Regions from separate parts of the Ovis aries genome. Here region 1 is linked to region 2. Evidence: chromatin contacts called from public Hi-C data. All regions are on one chromosome and are shown on one strand. The core of a region is the stretch at or near the end of the contact, and the rest is flanking DNA. Distances in the headings are between cores, read along the strand shown.

Region 1 (2,850 bases), core at 78-2,577, 260 kb after region 2:
CAAGCAGAGCATTCAGAATAGCATCTGGCATTCAAGCACTCAGTATATGTTAGCTGCTACTACTACCACCACCATTATTTTATCATACTAATCTGCTTGCCCATGGCATTCATTTATGGACAAATGAAAATGTCTCTCTCACAGCTCTTCAGTTTTCTGAGACTGAAGATTGTTGATCCTTTGAACCCTATGGCCATCAATATTTTGAATTTCGTTCCTGGTGACGGACAGGGAGGCCTGGCGTGCTATTATGATTCATGGGGTCGCAAAGAGTCGGACACCACTGAGCGACTGAACTGAACTGAACAACTAGTTACCTCACATTACATATAATACTTCTTTTTACTCTTCAGTTACAAAGTAATAAATTATAACTACTGGTGCTGTTTATGTGACCACTAGTAGGCAAACCAAACGGCAACTCTTTATTTTGTAGCCATATTAGCAGATGCACCTGGAATAAGAGCTAAGGTTTAGGCACATTTCAGGCTGTTAAACATTTTTTATGATCAGGAAATATTCCAGTTCCATTTCACTCCAAGAGCAGAAGCAGCTAATAATAACCCTAATTCAAAACTATCAGGTAAATCACTCTAAGATATTTGTTATTGCTGTTGTTGTTTAGTCGCTAAGTCGCATCCGACTCTTTTGCGACCCCATGGATCCTAGCCCAGCAGGCTTCTCTGTCCTTGGGAGTCTCCAGGCAAGAATACTGGAGTGGGTTGCCATTTCCTTCTCCAAGGAGTCTTTCTGACCCAGGGACTGAACCTGCACCTCCTGCATTGGCAGGCGGTTTCTTCACCACTGAGCCAGGGAAGCCTGGAAGGCACTGAAACTGTTTTGCTTGAGAACTAAAAATGACACGTGGCCACTAGAGGGCATTTAAATGACGTAGTAGGTTTCAGCTTCACACTTGGATCTGTCTAAAATCCCAGCTGGTTTGCACTTGGCTCAAGCACTGTGATTCACATATTTTGACCCTGTGGGAACCCTTGAGGGAACTCTCATGATTTGGCTGAATGGAGGCTTGAGAATATCTACAATAGATCCTATAGCTATGGATGTAAAATAATAAAATACTTTTGGAGTTATGAAAAGAGAGAGATAATTTTAAATTTCAGCCTGAAATCTCTGGAACAATTTTTTTTTAAGTAAATTATTGAGGGCAAGATTGAGAGACTGGATAACTTATGTCTTTTCAATTCACATGTAACGTGAAGTCTTAATAACCACAGAGCAGTGTAATTCACTGACAGCTTGTCCCAGCTGACCAGAGGCACTGCAAAGGCTGGCCTCTACCCGGGTCCAACAGCCCAATCCTATCTGCCTTTCTCTCCTCAATTAATTCCTAGGAAAGGCCAGCTGTAGACTAGTGAAATAAATACCCTAGAGGAGAGAGAAATAGAAGCGAATCCTCCTGGAATAAAAAGGCTGATATAAAGAAAGAAGAATAGTCAGTTATTTTTTCACCTTCCACAAGAATATTAGTAGAGAAACATTTTAAATTTCAACAACCAAGACTTTAAAATAGCCATAAAGATGAAATGAAATAAGTACTGAAATAACCTATGAAATAAATGAAGAGGAAACCCTTCTATTTGGGGAGATTTTGCACAGAGACGCTGAGATGAGTAGTGAAGCTTTCTAGCTCTTTTCCTAGTTTTCAGAAGGTGCTCTTTAAAGCCCATGGTGCTTAATTCAAACTGTCCACTAAATGGCCCTAATACATCTGAGTTCCTTTAACTGGTGGAGCATTAAATCCCCTGTTAAAGTAGTTAATTATATTTGTGATTGAAGAAGTCATCTTCTAAGGGAAAATCATGCAGTGATCATCTACAAGGTTTAATAATGAATTATTAATTACCTGAAAAGATAGAGAATTGAACATGTGCTTTTTATCTCCTCTCTCAATGCCCTCCCCAACAAAATACAGGAAGGGAAAGTAAAAGTTACAAATCCACAAGGAAATAAAGAATAAGAGAGATCAAAATGAATGAGACTAACCCAATAAAAAGCTGAAAACAAGCACCTGCAGAGAAGGGAACAGTGATTAGCAAGCTCATCCCATCCTAGGACTTTGGGGACTCAGAGATCAAAAGCGCCTCTACCCCTTCCCAGAGGAAAGGCAGGGGCTGCGAACGAACTGAAAGTAGAATCACTTTAGGGGACGTCCACAGTCTAGTCTGCAGGACCTTCCAACCCATTTGCCCACTCATTTCCCAGAAAGCTGGAAGACCAGCCCGAAGGGCCCCCTCCAACACTAGAGAGCAAGTAGATCCTTCTGTGCTCTAACACTGGGCAAGCCCTCTAGAGATCGGCTCACTCCACCTTGTTAGTCCTCCACACATCAGGCTCCCACCTTCCCACGAAAATCAGCCTTCTGCATCCTCACTCTTATGACAGATAGCCAAGGCTCACCAAGCAATCTATGAAAATCTCCAACATAAGAGACACAGAACAAGACAAAAAGGAAAAAATAATAATAAAATTGAAGAAACAAAGACAATGCAGACAACAGAAGAAAATTTCAAAGAATTGAACTAGTATCCTCTGAAAAAGAAGGAAACCTGTTGGACCCATGACGCAGGAATAAGGTGCTATTTTAAAGGTTTTTCAAAAAGAAAGAAGTAATCAGAGAAAAAGGAAGGGCTTTTGAAAACTAACAGTATAAAAACTAGAATGAAAACTATTTAAAAAGAATCATCAGAAGAGAATTTTAAGGCAACGTCCCATAAAATAAAAGGAAAAAAGGCAAAAATGATAGTAACATTAGCAGGCAAATACAGGCTCCCCAATGTTAGACTAACAGAAGTTCTACAAAGAAATGAGAATAAAGCAAAGGGAGACACT
Region 2 (2,908 bases), core at 75-2,574:
TGTCAGTCTGGAGGCCCTTGAGGTCTATTTCAATACTGTGATGGTTACCTACACAGCTATCTTCAGGGTTCCTCGGGACTGAAGACTGACTACTTTTGAAAGCAATTTTCCCTCCTTTTATGATGTATCTGAGCTCTGTGACCGCGCATGCCGAAACAGAAGGGTGTGAGCCGGTATGTTTCCTCACACTAAAGCCTGCCCTTAGAGGCTTGGTTGGCTGACTCGGTTTCCCGCAACTCGCACTTTGAGAACGAAGCCGCGCAGGGGTCCCCACCAGTCCCCGCGTCCTTACCTGCCGGCAGCCAGCGGCTGACTGCCCAGCCCTGCACAGCTCGGAGGTCGGCCCGCGTCCGCCGCAGCTCCTCCAGCACCGCGCCCAGGGCCCGCCCCGCCTCCTCCTGCGGCCGCGGCGCCCAGGCCTCTTCCAGTCGTGCCAGCCGGCGGCCAGCATTGCGGCTCGCCTGCAGCAGCTCGTCCAGCGCCCGGGCCAGCCTGGCTTCGGCGGGGGCCTCCGGCGCGCACAGGCTCTGCAGGCTGCCCGCCAGCCGGCCCAGCTCGGCCCTCAGCTTCTGCAGCTCTCCCTGGAGCACGGCTTCGGTGGCGTGCAGCAGCATGCCCTCCCGCATCTGCGAGTTCTCCAGCATGGTGAAGAGCTTGTCCCACTCGGAGTTCTCACGACTGCAGTCGCACGGCGTGGCTAGAGTGGGGAATATACACGCATTACAGACCTGACCCTCCCTCGGGTGTTCTTTGTAAAATGCCGACCTCCCTCGATGGTCGCCAAGTGACAGCCCGTCCCCAGGACCCCCTTCCCTTTAAGGAAACCTTGCAAGTTTTATAAGCCGAACTCGATGAAATTGCCGTTCATGGCAATTCTCTCAGAACAGGCGAATACCGGCGATTTCATACAGTTCGGCCCATTACGTATCTGAGAGAAGTAACTTTATGAAACCTCCTTTCCTGACGTGCTTTTCTCTTTGGCAAAACTCTTTTTTGGTTATTGTTGTTTATTGCATTGGCAACAGAATATATGTATAATACTTAGACCTAAGGAGGTAGATATGTAGTTAAGGGTTAGCAGAGAAAGAGTTAAAACGAACTTACGGTCCTCGGTGGGATGGAGTCCATCGTCTATTTCGTTGTCCAAATTCACATACATGAGCTCATAATCATCTGAGTTCTCCGCCGACACTGCAGACCAGAGAGCACAAAACAGAATCACAGAGATGTGCATTGCTGGAGAGACGACGTTCTTCCCACCGCTGTCGGGAGGGGACGAGGCAAGAGGCTCTCAGAGTGCAGGAGGAGCGGAGGAGAGTGCGAGTGAGAGGCAGGAGCTGAGGGCCCTTAATAAATGCTGGGGAAAGTCTGAATGGGGATGAATGAGTAATGCCAGTGGCACTGCCTTAACGGGATTTCCCCAGATTTGTGGGGGAGGGGGCTGGGGGAAAGGAGGGTGAAGGAGATGTGGGGGACGGGGGACGTTGCACAATAGTAAACCGCAAAGGTTTACAGTACAGTCAGATTAATTGGAGGAGTGTCAGAGGGGAAAGAAAGGGGAAGACAAGGCTAGGACTGTTTCCCCCTGGGGATTAGCTGTTGTAACTTGAATTGGTAGTACTGAAGGATGAGAGGGAGAGGAGAGGGATTAGGGGAATAGAGATTTAGGGGAATAGATTCAGCAGGCATAGAGGTGTGAAAACAAGAGCATCATCCCAGCATTTTGTGTGCGCTCTCATTATTTCACAACCCTTTACACATAGAAAACATTTTTTCACTTTTTCTTTGTACAGTTTTACAGGTCTAAGATGTGAAAGTTACTTTCTGATTTCAAGATAAACCAACACAGTAAGAATTTGTACGGTTCTATAATCCAAATCCATTTCAAGTCATTCCATCTTTAATCCTTCTGGAGTTACAACTATACTTTTATAAACATACTTTTTAATGAGAAGCACAGCAAAACCAGTAAACCGAAAATAAGGAGAAGTCGGGGGAAAGGAATAAACTGACTTTTTAGGTGTGTTTCTTTTCATAATCTATTATGTGGGTATCTTATTTCACTAGGCTCAGAGTCAAAGATCATGTTTTTAAAGTAAATTTAGGGATTCCCGCTTCTGTCAGTATATGGAGATCTATATAAGCTGAAAAAAAAAAAACCAAACTAGAAATGTGTTTACATTTGAATAATAATTAAAAACTTTAAATATACAAATAAGTTCCCAATAAAGTAAGGACAATATCCAGAGGCCAAGGGTGATAAGTCGCTTCAGTCATGTCCAACTCTTTGTGACCCTATGGACTGCAGCCCCGCTAGTCTCCTCTGTCCATTGAATTTCCCAGGCAAGAATACTGGAGTGAGTTGCCATGCCCTTCTCCAAGAGATCTTCCTGACCCAGGGATTGAACCCACATCTCTTATGTCTCTTTCATCGGCAGGTGGGTTCTTTACCACTAATGCCACCTACCCAAAGAGAGGGAACCAAAAACTGGTCAGTGAGCCCATGAGCTGAATCTAGAGCCCCCCTACACACACACACACACACACACACACACACACACACACGCGCACGCACACACATCAGGGGAGGTGAAGGGGGAAGAGATGTTTCAGTTCTGTGTTAACCAAGTGTTAAGGGCCACAAGGCTTAGGTCTGGGTGGGGAGTTAACTGACTAGATTTCAATAGATATAGCCCCAGTCCTTACCCTAGCACAGAAAAGAGAGAAGTAAGCCTGTCTCTCTTTGACTGAACTCTACAAGGTCCCTAAGAGTTTGCGACTTTGGGCCTGCCCTTATACATGTTCGAGAAGCAAATGTGTACTATCTGCCACAGTGAAAATTCATAATAAAAAATATTTAAACATAGGATTAAACAATCTACCATAAATGAGAACCAGCAGAAACCAA

Evidence for each region. Hi-C and Micro-C count contacts between places; a contact is called where the count stands out from the background.
Region 1: a contact with region 2 is called in a Hi-C map of tail adipose tissue, with 4 times the contacts expected there. The contact joins the enhancer-like site here to the promoter of PTX3 in region 2. A contact is called at or near these places in 6 of 16 Hi-C or Micro-C datasets (blood, hypothalamus, liver and 2 more).

What each region holds. Positions count from the first base shown.
Region 1 is chr1:231,136,159-231,139,008 of ARS-UI_Ramb_v3.0, forward strand. No RefSeq gene overlaps it. Among named protein-coding and RNA genes, the nearest start is that of TRNAS-GGA, 19 kb to the right of the region's middle. Within about 2 kb of position 1,328, at least 3 of the 54 cell types and tissues checked have an H3K27ac peak or open chromatin away from gene starts, as enhancers often do. A contact at or near this core is called in tail adipose tissue, where this site is marked.
Region 2 is chr1:230,871,779-230,874,686 of ARS-UI_Ramb_v3.0, forward strand. PTX3 (pentraxin 3) reads right to left here and starts at 1,325. Exons shown (of 3, transcript XM_004003220.5): 1 at 1,105-1,325; 2 at 293-697. The coding sequence starts at 1,234. The region is part of intron 5 of VEPH1 (ventricular zone expressed PH domain containing 1); the gene reads left to right.